Regions from separate parts of the Mus musculus genome. Here regions 2, 3 and 4 are each linked to region 1. The links are chromatin contacts, called in public promoter capture Hi-C maps. All regions are on one chromosome and are shown on one strand. Each heading gives the region's core, a stretch centred on a gene start, on an enhancer-like site or on the middle of the called end of the contact. The rest is flanking DNA. Distances are from core to core; before and after follow the strand shown. Region 1 overlaps Arhgef3 (Rho guanine nucleotide exchange factor (GEF) 3). Region 2 has its middle 23 kb from the start of Gm34848. Region 3 has its middle 82 kb from the start of Gm34848. Region 4 has its middle 55 kb from the start of Gm34848.

The links. Promoter capture Hi-C pulls out the DNA fragments that hold promoters and counts their contacts. Capture Hi-C pulls out chosen DNA fragments and counts their contacts.
Region 2: a promoter capture Hi-C map of adipose tissue shows a contact between it and region 1. The contact joins two enhancer-like sites. A contact is called at or near these places in 9 of 39 promoter capture datasets (the C10 cell line, the HPC-7 cell line, cranial neural crest and 6 more), 5 of 484 Hi-C or Micro-C datasets (CD4 T cells, CD8 T cells, Th1 cells and 2 more), 12 of 115 datasets of contacts at active chromatin or transcription factors (the 230-238 cell line, CD8 T cells, bone marrow-derived macrophages and 8 more) and 3 of 9 other capture datasets (adipose tissue, embryonic stem cells and liver).
Region 3: a promoter capture Hi-C map of liver shows a contact between it and region 1. The contact joins two enhancer-like sites. A contact is called at or near these places in 14 of 39 promoter capture datasets (3T3-L1-derived adipocytes, the C10 cell line, the HPC-7 cell line and 8 more), 3 of 15 datasets of contacts at CTCF or cohesin (CD8 T cells and embryonic stem cells), 6 of 484 Hi-C or Micro-C datasets (bone marrow-derived macrophages, embryonic stem cells, inguinal white adipose tissue and 1 more), 13 of 115 datasets of contacts at active chromatin or transcription factors (CD8 T cells, Th17 cells, acute myeloid leukemia and 6 more) and 1 of 9 other capture datasets (embryonic stem cells).
Region 4: a promoter capture Hi-C map of liver shows a contact between it and region 1. The contact joins two enhancer-like sites. A contact is called at or near these places in 16 of 39 promoter capture datasets (the 3T3-L1 cell line, 3T3-L1-derived adipocytes, the C10 cell line and 11 more), 2 of 15 datasets of contacts at CTCF or cohesin (CD8 T cells and embryonic stem cells), 5 of 484 Hi-C or Micro-C datasets (bone marrow-derived macrophages, embryonic fibroblasts, embryonic stem cells and 2 more), 9 of 115 datasets of contacts at active chromatin or transcription factors (CD8 T cells, Th17 cells, acute myeloid leukemia and 3 more) and 1 of 9 other capture datasets (embryonic stem cells).

What each region holds. Positions count from the first base shown.
Region 1 is chr14:27,378,518-27,381,217 of GRCm38.p6, reverse strand. It overlaps Arhgef3 (Rho guanine nucleotide exchange factor (GEF) 3), which reads right to left. Exons shown (of 10, transcript NM_001289687.1): 3 at 1,457-1,627. Gm52096 (a long non-coding RNA gene) reads left to right here. Exons shown (of 3, transcript XR_003951012.1): 3 at 1,405-1,489. Among named protein-coding and RNA genes, the nearest start is that of Gm52096, 3.8 kb to the left of the region's middle. Within about 2 kb of position 1,362, at least 69 of the 459 cell types and tissues checked have an H3K27ac peak or open chromatin away from gene starts, as enhancers often do. A contact at or near this core is called in adipose tissue, liver and memory CD8 T cells, where this site is marked.
Region 2 is chr14:27,241,544-27,244,455 of GRCm38.p6, reverse strand. It overlaps a transcript of Arhgef3 not described here. Among named protein-coding and RNA genes, the nearest start is that of Gm34848, 23 kb to the left of the region's middle. Within about 2 kb of position 1,620, at least 34 of the 459 cell types and tissues checked have an H3K27ac peak or open chromatin away from gene starts, as enhancers often do. A contact at or near this core is called in adipose tissue, liver and memory CD8 T cells, where this site is marked.
Region 3 is chr14:27,182,222-27,184,945 of GRCm38.p6, reverse strand. It overlaps a transcript of Arhgef3 not described here. Among named protein-coding and RNA genes, the nearest start is that of Gm34848, 82 kb to the left of the region's middle. Within about 2 kb of position 1,460, at least 12 of the 459 cell types and tissues checked have an H3K27ac peak or open chromatin away from gene starts, as enhancers often do. A contact at or near this core is called in liver, where this site is marked.
Region 4 is chr14:27,209,560-27,212,267 of GRCm38.p6, reverse strand. It overlaps a transcript of Arhgef3 not described here and the pseudogene Gm7591. Among named protein-coding and RNA genes, the nearest start is that of Gm34848, 55 kb to the left of the region's middle. Within about 2 kb of position 1,282, at least 4 of the 459 cell types and tissues checked have an H3K27ac peak or open chromatin away from gene starts, as enhancers often do. A contact at or near this core is called in liver, where this site is marked.

The DNA.
Region 1 (2,700 bases), core at 113-2,612:
TGACTGCTGTTATCCCCCCTGGGTTTTACTAGAGGCTACCCACCCAGCCTGAAGCTTCCATCACTGACAGTCATCATGCAGCGTAGTCCCTTCTGCTTGAGGATATGAGACTCTGCATGCCCCACAGGTGAAGATCAAACCCACAGTCCTAATATCACATAAGATGTTGTCATGTTTCCACATGGGACTTTGGAGGGTGCCTGCATTACTTTAAAGGCTGTAGTCACTGTTTGATAGGCAATACATTTATATGGTACCCAACACAGACCGCACAGAATGGACACCCTGGAAAGAACCTGCACTCTCAGGCCCTTCTTCCAGGAACTTCAGGAAGAAACACTGTTGCCAATATTTTAGGCATCCTTCCAGAAATATTTTCATGCATGCACACAAATTCATTCATATATATATAATATGTATGTGTGTGTGTATGTGTGTGTGTACATACATACATACACACACACACATACATACACACAATCATTTTAGATATGTGGTAGCACTGTTTTGTGCCTTGCTTCATCTACTAAGTTACCCAAGCACGCACGCACGTACATACACACACAAACACACCATCTCAATCTCTACAGCCATATAGTACTTTGAGTATTTCAATAGCTCCTAGTACCCCTTTTGCCAGGGTCCTCAGGTAGTTTTAGAGAGAGAGAGAGAGAGAGAGAGAGAGAGACAGACAGACAGACAGACAGACAGATAGACAGACAGAGACAGAGAGAGAACCAGTATACTAGTGAATACCAATAATCCTAGCACACAGGAGGAAAAGCAAAGGGTTCTCTGCAAGTTTTGCAGCACCATGTATGAAGAAGCGAGCAAAGCTGTACTGACAAACCCTCTAGAGAAGGGGGTGCCATCACAGCCACTTAGAGATGGGGTTATAGAAAACTTATGGGCAAATTAACTGTCCTCCACAAGAAAGAAGTTTTCCTTTATAAAGGTGTACCAAAGTTCTAAAAGCCAAATATTTTTTAAAACTTCCTAAAAGTTACTAAAAATATAAATGACTGTAGCCATGCACGGTAGTCCATGCCTTTAATCCCCACTCTTGAGAGGCAGAGGCAGGCAGGCAGATCTCTGGGTTTGATGCCAACCTGGCTTATATAGTGAGTTTCCAGACAGCCAGAACTAAAGAGAGAGTTTGTCTCAAAAACAAACAAAAACCAACAAAAACAAAACAACAACAGCAAAAACCAAACCAAACAAACAAAAATAATAACAATAAAAGGTAAGAGATATAAATAAAATGAAGATGATTGTCTTTGTGAGTGGATGAATCCTAACCGGACACTTAGCTTCAATATTGCAACATCGCTTGCTTTTTTTACAACATTATCCCTCCCCACGAGACCTGGCTCTGAGCGCTGATAAACTGATTCTTGTCTGCAGGGAACCTTCTGATGGACAGACACACAGGCAGCTCCAGGGGTCCCGAGCTTACCTCCTGTCTCTTGATCTCCTTGGCCGTGAGCACCTGATTGACACACACATCGAAGGTCTCACTCCACAGTTTGCTGTCTCTCCGCTTTGTGCTTGAGGAGGTGGCATTTCTGGACCAAGCTCGGGGGGCAAGGATGTCGGGGCGGCTCTCGCTGCGGAAGCTGATGGACCGCTACACAACGACAAAAAGAAACCACCATAGGGTCAGCAGCAGGACTGGGTGGATCTGTTTTGAGCAACTTCCTGTTGCTGACAGACACAAATCATCTGTAAGAAAGGAAGGGCATGGCCAAAGCTTTTAAGGAGTGGGAACCCTCTGCCGCCCATGCACCTTTTCACATATCTCTCTGTGTGACCTGGACACTGAGTGAACTAAAGAACCATGGCAGGCCAGGCTCACACAAAAGGCAGCTCTCCAACACACACCCTTTGATGTTTATTCTTCAAAAGCACAACGGAAAACAGTGGTGGATAACCATACACAAAAACCCACTATCTCCTACAACAGGACCCCACTATCCCGGGTGCCCCTTGTATAGTCTGCGTTGGCTTCTCCAGGTCCAATCAAATGGAGAGTGCCACGATCCCCATTCAGGGATGAGAAAGAGCAGGAGTATTCCTCTGGTCCTGTGAGTTCAGAGATGACACACACAGAAGTTTCTTGTGGCCATTCTCCCTGATCACACAGAACAAATCTATTTACCACAGGTGAGAAGAAAGGGGCACACAAGATAAAGGCTGGAGAGAATTACTGAGTGAGGGAGGAAACTTAACCAAACCAAACCATCCTGGATCTCACCATGCCTGAAGCCATGGGCTAATACAATCTTCTGTCTCCAGTAGTTAGAGTTCTATCAACTCAAAATGTGGCACCAAAATGCATACTGAGACCAGATGGTGCCCACCCCCGACATGTTTTGTTCTTTTGCAGAGGCCCCAACTGTGTTCAGAGATCTGATTGCAGCCTGGCGTGGTAGCGCACGCCTTTAATCCCAGCACTTGGTAGGCAGAGGCAGGCGGATTTCTGAGTTCGAGGCCAGCCTGGTCTACAGAGTGAGTTCCAGGACAACCAGGGCCACACAGAGTAACCGTCTCGAAAAAACAAAAAAAAAAAAACAAACAAACAAACAAACAAAAAAAAAAACAACAGAGATCTGATTGCCCAAAGTCCAGCCTTGTGAGTGAAATATACTACCATGGGGCTTTCTCATGACAACCACAAAGCATCCAAAGGAAGGTAATGTG
Region 2 (2,912 bases), core at 371-2,870, 140 kb after region 1:
GTTTTGACTATGGATGTGACTAGCTGTTTCCAGTCTCTGCCACCTCCATTTTCCTGCAGTCATGGACCATTGCCTGAGCTGTGAGCAAGAATGAACCCTCTCTCCCATGCTGCTTTTATCAGGGTATTTTGTTACAACAACTGGAAAAGGAGGCCAGGATAGACCTTAAAAGATGTAACACCTCTCTGCTTGCTCCTCTGGACAAGAGAAGAATCCATTTGTGACCTCTCATGGAGCAGACTCCTAGCCAGCCTGCCTGTGAGGTGAATAAAGATTGTGTCTCTCTGCCTCAGATTTTGGGGACGTTACTCAGCATGAACTGAACAAGAGTGACCCTGACCTCTCTCACGTCTCACAAAGGTGGGGTTTTATGAACTGGGTCATTTTGTGGCTTTCTTGTTGCTTCCTCTCCAAGCTGGTAATGGTCCATTCAAAGAAGCCAGCAGAGGCCACAAAGATGAACATTTGGTCATCTGAACACCTGATACAAGCAATAACCAAGCTGCTTCTCCAGGAGTCCGGGGGTGGGGCTGATGGCTCAGAACTGGGGTGATTGTTCATTCCCATGAAGTAAGCAGAGTCAATAACCACAGCCGATGTCAGGGGACAGGTTGGGGCCTGTGAAAGGACAGGAAGGAGGCCGACAGGACCAGTAGTGAAGAGGTGGGGAGATGGGCCAAGCAGCTTGCTGAGATGACCACACTAGGCATGAAGAGAAGCCAGAACAGGGCTGAAGTTAATCAGAAAGCAGGTGGGCAGAGCCAGAGGTGGCAGCCAGAGTGGTCCTGAGCTCTTGCCCACAGCAGAGAGCAACCTGGACCTCAGGAGCTGGGAGGCCACTGAAGCATATGACACGATCCCAGGGTGTCGTAGAACCACCACAGAGCACATGGGGTGTGCCCATCTCTGTTTATCATGTTTCTTGGCAAAGAAATGGCTGAGCTGTTATTCAGGACTACTAAGTCATATGACAAAGGTAAGGTTTAAGAACAAAGTAAAACACAAAACTAAAAGGCAAAACAACAACAACACCAATAATAAAAAAAAATAGTATGTGAAAAATTACTGTCCTGGGCATGTTCAGACGTGGAAAACGAGGCTGCCCTTGGAGGGGCACAAATCCAGTTCAAATTTCTCTTCCCTCCAGATCAGCCATGGGTCAGGCGAGCATGCTCTGTGTTTGAAGGGCTTCTCTGATTTTACTAACTTTATATAATCCATAAGATAGGTCTGATCCTTGTGCCCATTCAGCAGGTGAAGGAATTGAGGTACAGAGAGAAGAAACTTGTGTTTGAAGTCAAGATGCCCACTCTAGGATCCAGATTCTTTTTTCACTCTTAAAACTATACTTTTTAAAATTTTGTGTGTATTAGATGTGTTGCCTACATATATTGCCATGCACCACATGCATGGCAATACTTGTGGAGTCTAGAGAAGGGTGTCAGAGCCTCTGGAACTGGAGTTATAGAGGGTTGTGAGTCACCATGTGGGTGTGAGAGCCAGTCTTCTGGAAGAGCAGCCAGTGCTATTAACAGTTGAGCCATCTCTGCAGCTCGAAGGAACCACAACCCTAACAGCTATGATTCTACTGCCTTTAAAAGAGAGGTGGGGGCCAGGGAAGTTGGCAGTACCCAGTGTTAACCGCAGTCTGAAACCTGATGACTTCCAAACTCCAGACTCCTACCCCGTGCTCTGTCCCACTAGACCAGAAGGAATGAGGGAACACAAGAACCAATGGCAGGGGGACAAGTAGGAACCTTTAGGAGCTGAGAGAGAAGCCATTGAGACTGGCAGGGAAGAGATGGGAAAATGAGCTAGACAGCATGCTGAGGCAGGCCCACTCGGGATACAGAGAGGCCAGAGCATGGGTAATGTTATTTAGAGACCAGGATGGACAGAGCAAGGATCAGCGCCAGAACCGGCTTCCTGAGCTCTTCCTGAGAGAGCCGCCCACCCAGCCAACACCGGGAACCTGTTTCCCTAAGTGACATCCATATGGTCTATATTTAGGTCCTAGAGCCACCCATTGTTTCAGTCCCAGCAGACAGTGGTGGTCACCACCCTGAGTGTGTCCCTAGTGAGTCACACGGTTGAGTGCTCTATCGGGAACCAGCTTTGAATGTCCTTCTCCTCCTGTGGCCTCCATGTCCAGTCCTGGGAAGGCTAGGAGAGGGGTTTTAAATAAAGCCCTGCACGCAATAAGCTGCCTCGCCCCCTCCACAAAAATAAGCCAAGATGGTGGCTGCCGCCAAGTCCATGTATACCACCGAGCCTTGTCTTTGGCAGGATTGCTTCTCCACCTCTGTGCTGAGACCCAGTGTAAAATCTGCCCCTTCTCTGGTAGTCACTCATACATCCTAGTTAGTACCACATGGGACCTGGTGAAGTTGGCTGAGTGCTGCTGGCTGGTCCAGCTTGGCACGTCATGAGCTACTTCAGTTGTTTCTCAGGACAACCAAAGAAGGTGGACATTATTATTTCCATTTCACATCACAGAAATTAGATTCAGAAAGGCATCATAACACACAGCTAGTAAGGCAAAGCTGGTACCCAAACCCACACCAGCCTGGTTCCAAAGTCCGTGCCCGAACCCCACTGGCTGCCAGCTCTCCACAGATGCAGAACTACTTGGATCAGATCTTAGTTACGGTGCTAACTTAACCTTTCTCCTTTCCTCCCTCCCATCCATGACCAAAACTTCCCCAGAGCCTTTTCTGGAAACTGTCAGAGATAAAATAATCAAAATTATCAAAATTTATTCCATTTCTTCTTTTTTTTCGAGACAGGGTTTCTCTGTGTAGCCCTAGCTATCCTGGAACTCACTTTGTAGACCAGGCTGGCCTAGAACTCAGAAATCTTCCTGCTTCTGTCTCCCAAGTGCTGGGATTAAAGGCGTGTGCCACCACTGCCCA
Region 3 (2,724 bases), core at 211-2,710, 200 kb after region 1:
TGGGTTAAATGTATATATTTGGTCAACAGACCAAATAAAATGAATCTTCACATGACACGATTGAAATGTAAAGTACTTCAGGCATGGAGAGAGGCACCCCAGCCTGATACGGCATGTGCAAACATCCTGTGGCAGCGAGTGGGACATGCTGGAGAGAAGGTTGGGTCATGTGAACTTGAACACCTATAACCAGGGTCTTTACAGCAGCTTCTGTGCCAATACCACACCATGATTATAGAGTCAAGTACCCCCATCTGCCCCAGCCACATTCAGCAGCCGTGTCCTACCAAACAGATTCGGCCTCACGGGGTAGGGTAAAGACTGTGGCACTCAGATAATGAGGCTGTAATTCCATGCCAACCAATGACAAGGAAAGGCGTGGTAAGCAGGCAATATAACCAGGATTCTGTCAGGAAAAGAGGAACTCACCGGTTCTGGTATGTGCGTGGTTCTATGATGGACCCTGACCCGAAGAGAGTTAACCAAAAGAGTTACTTACAGTAAACATCCATTGAAACTGTCACTTGTGTATCAAGACTGATGCCTACCTGTTGAAAATTGACATCTATCTATTGACACTGAAATCCATCTATTGAAATTGATGGCTATCAACCATCTTAAAAGCTTTGTTTTTAAGAGTCTAGTTGTAGAAAAACAAGTGTTTCTCTGATTGTTCCAGGAAGGGCAACGAGCTCCAGCAGCCACCTCACCGCTTTCCCTCACGAGGAAGCCTCACTTTCCCCTTATCAGATGTCTCGATTCTCTCAGGACAGGGATGCCACACAGACAGGGAATTTCTCCTCCCTTTACCTTTGGATTTATAATGATGAACAGGATACTACCATCGTCCCCAGCCCAGAACCACAGAGAGGAGACACCCTACAAACGCTGGGGTGAGAGGGGCAATGTCGGCGCTCTGCTTAGCCCTGGGAATGCTGGGGCGTTGCGCATCAGAGCAGTGGCAGATGCTAAAACATACAACCAGAAACCGGCAGAATTCATTGCAACATTCTTTGGATGCACGGCTTCCCCTCTGGGAACGGCCTGGGTGGCCAATACGTGATCAAGCACTGTGGCATCTCTGTGGTACCTTGCATGTAAGAAGATAGCCATGAAGAGTAGTGAATTCAAAGTTGGTATTCAAAAGTCGGTCACCAGGGGGCAGGAGAGAGTAAAATTTCATAGCATGGCTTTTGAATTTGAGACTCTGATGAGAGTTTAGAAGAAGCCAAGATTAAACACAAAGACCTCCAGATAAAAATCTGGTTAAAAACCAACATATCTGAGCCTCCTTTAGTCCAGGCATTGAAGACTCTTTTTTTTTTTTTAATGGAAACGGGTCATGCAGACGGGCTAACATTGATCTTTATCAATCATTAACCGCCTCCCACACCTGCAGAGAAGCAATTCTGCAACTGAGTTACCAGAGGATAGGAAGATGAGGGCTCCAGCTCCTCTCCCATTCACATCATCCCTCCTCGTCCCCAGTTGCAGATCTACAAATATGGAACATCTGCATCATCCGCCTGCAGGGCTCTAGCCTCCACAGAGACCTGCCCTCCCACACTTCTGCATCTGCTTCTCTTCAAACCCCCTCCTCCCCACGGAGCCCCCCTCATAATCTATCAGCTTCTGGTCCTCTGCTTTAGCCACGCCTCTCCCTCACTCTTATACCGTACTGCAACCCTCCACAGTACTGGGATCTGTGTAGGTCTGAAGTTCCTATACTGGAGACTAGTCCCTAGAGTGTGGCGCGCCAGGGTTGGGCCTCAGAGAGGCCATCAGGCCACAAGGCAGCTCCCTTAAGAGACAGATCCGTGCCCTTATGAAACAGACCCCCTGGAGAGCTGCCTTCCTTCCCCAGCATGGAGGGTACAAGGAGTCAGGAAATGGGGGTGCCTCCAGATGGCAGAAGCAGTACCTTTAAAGGAAATAGTCAAGTGGAGTGAGTGGTACACGCCGGCAGCTTCAGCACTTAAGTCTGAGGAAGGAGGACCAGCTAAAGATGGGCAGCCTGGGCTATCATAGAAAGCTAAAGGCAAAAGCGGCAAAAGGCAGTCCCTACAACTTGGGGGAGGGACAGGGCCAGAAGGTCCGCTCTGCAGGGCTCCAGACAGGGTTGGCTCCACACAGCTACCCCAGGCAGGACCACAGGAACTCAGAGTCTGTGAGCTTTAACTCTATCCCCAGATGCCCCTGGCTGATTCAACAGAGAGGCAGCATGAGATGAAAGGAAGGAGGTCACTCCTCCCTTCAGCCCCAGAAGGGAGATCAGAAGATCAGAGGGTTTTATTTGTTCAATGTCCCAGAGTCTCTGAGTTCTAACTTTAAAATTCCATGGCAACACAGGGGCCTATAAAACATCCATGATACCGCCGGGTGTGGTGACACACACCTACCATGTCAGCACTTAGGAAGCTGAGACAGGATGGGTTTGGTTTGGGCCAACCTGAGCTACATGGTGAGACCCAGAGCGAAGGGAGCTGTGCGCAAGCTCTTCTAGCCCTGGCTTGCTCACACTCAGCCTGAGATGGAAGAAAAAGAAGTGAACCTTGGTGTTCTGACGAAAGAGGACGCACAGCATGACTCAGTTTCTGACTGGTCAGTAACGCTGCAAGCCACTGCTGTCTTCTGCAGTTTCCCCAGTCAGCAGAGGCTTTATAAACACAGTCAAAAAAACAACCACCCTTCCTGTGAGCCACATGACAGAAGGGGCCCCTCGGC
Region 4 (2,708 bases), core at 33-2,532, 170 kb after region 1:
TTTACTGATTTCACAACATGGGGAATCAGACCTAGGGCCTTGTGTATGATCGTCAAACACTCAGCCTGAGGTTTTCTGAAAAAGGATCTCACTAATGTAGCCCAGGCTAGACTGCATTACTCATGATCCTCTGCCTCTGTAATTTATAGATGTGTGACTCTAAAATAATTTTCCAAAAAGGAACAGATATTGACACCTCAAGACCATAGACAGAATAATCAGCCCAGCTGGCCTGGGACAGAGGGTTGACTCCCTGAAGTGTGGGACTTTGGGTACTAAAATCAGAACAGTCCCTTGGCCATTTGGAATGGGCCTTCTGCCCTATGTACTCTTGGCTAACAACACTGAATAGCAGAACACTGAAGAGGGATTGAAAACAAGGACCTTACAAAAGACTGCTTTGCTCATGAAAGATCTGGTTTCTGTGTCATTGGTCCACAATGACATCACTGGTCAGTTTCAGAAGTATGTCTAGGCTGCATGGGTAACAGAGACTTCCGGCCAATGACTCTGGGAAATGCTGCAAACCCCCCTTCTGGAGTCTCCAGACATTATCCCATCTCTGACATGTCCTACAGCGGTGAACACATTTTTTTTTTTCCAAATGTGATGGGTTTATTTTACTCTGATGCAAAACCAAAGCTCTCACTAGAGCAGAGACTGATATAACAAAAGGCCATGGAAAAGTGGACTGGGACATGCAGGGCATGATGTACAGACTGGGGAGGCAGGTCACTCCTTTAACATGACACTACGTTGTTGCTGAGGAACATATTTAAATTAACTCTGCAGAACTCAACTGAAATGTGGCACAAACATGACAATTTCCAGGCATGCCTTCCAGGACCTCCCATTGAATAGATCTGTAATCTCTAGACTTCAGTGTGGGAAGAATTACAATTCTTTAGAAGAATTAAAAGTTCACACTTTTGAAATGTCACGGAATTTTAAGGCCAGAACATAGTGGGTTCATTTCTCTTCATTTCCAGGGACAAGTGATACTCTACTCAAAACCACACTAAGCCTCCAGTTCAAATCCCAATCCAACCTTGTGGCCTCCTGCATTGAAGTTATTTCCATCTATTAAAGCTGACAGGGTCAGTTTGACTCCTGGTCGGAGGGTCTGTGTATAACCCAGTCCAATTAAACTGGCATTGTTTACTTTGGCAGATAGAGAAGTTCTACAATCCAGCTTATATTTAGCAGCGATGCCAAAACGAGTGTTGTTGGTGCCAGCTGTCCACGCCAGGTTTATTGACGTTTCAATCCTCTCGTTAACTTTCTGGTAGATAGAGCCTCCAAACTCAGTGCCACCAGTCACGTGAGTATGCAGCTGGAAGTCTGCAGCCTTGTAACCAAGAGCGAAATTATTCTGAGACAGTTTGGATTTGGCTGTGTCAAAACTCATCTGATAGCCAGCAAGCCAACCTTCAAAGGCCAACACAGCCCAGCCATAGATGGTCGGTCCAGAAAAATCTATACCAACATTACTGCAGAGATTTTTAAAAATCTCATCTATAGGAGGCCTTTAATTTCCCACTCTTTTTTCCTGTGTTTGGTACAAATATGGTATCAAGAGTCAGTTTCAACCCTTCAGCCAACTTATTCTCCCAAGAGATTTCTGTCCCAAGAGTGTTGTCTATATTCCACTTTTGGGTGAAGGTGAGCCCATAGTTGCAGACCTTATATTTGGTCTCTAGGTTGCCTGATGCTTTCCCTGTATCAGTAAAAGCATGACCTGAAGTAGAAAATTCCACTCCACTACAAGACTTGGTTTTTAGATCTATTTTGACCATGCCAAACCCGTACCCTTTGTTAAAGACATCCTTGGCAGCCTTTCCTAGGTCGCAGTAAGTTGGTGTGTGACACATAGCTACAACCCGAGGGTGGGCCCATCCCGCTCCACCAAGGCAACGCTGAAGGTCTTCTCACGGTGAACACATTTTACAGGGCACATTCAGCATGTCCCAAATATACTGCACCCCACAAGCTTTTTTTTATCTCTTGCTGGTCACGAGCATTCCCTGAACCCACTTGGGAAATGGTGGTCTTATCCAGAAAATCATCAACAGCAGGCACGATATCTACTTCAGCCAGTCACACACCGACCTCAGAAGTCAGTACAATTGAGCACAGTCTCCTCATGCTCAATGAAAAGTATGCTATCACCCAAGAGAAAACAATATCAGGTCAGTGAGATGGCTCACTGGGTAAAGGTGACTATCACCAAACATGACCTGTGTTCAATCCCTGGACCTATACGGTGGAAGGAGAAAACTGACTCCCACTTGCAAGTTGTCCTCAGATTTCCACACATGTGCCATGGCACATGCTGCACACACACCCACAAATGGCAGATAAATAAATATTTTAAATCAGTGTCACATTGCACAGTTTTAATAAATGACTGCACTCTATCCACAACTTCAAAGGATGACTAGAACCATTAGAATAAATCAAAATAGTATTGACTAAAGACTTGACACACAATTTAACAACGTCATGTGGATGTTGTGCAAGATAGGTGTCCTTCATTCCTTCAACAAACCAGGCATTAGGCCAGGTCTAGTTATAGAGCAGTAAACAAAAAAATAAACAAGATCCCAACACACTTCCACTTGGGGCTTCCAAGCTTCCAAGGTACTTCAGCAGGTACCTAACCAAGTACAGTGGTAAGACACGCGGGGACACCTGGGAGGGCTTGCGAG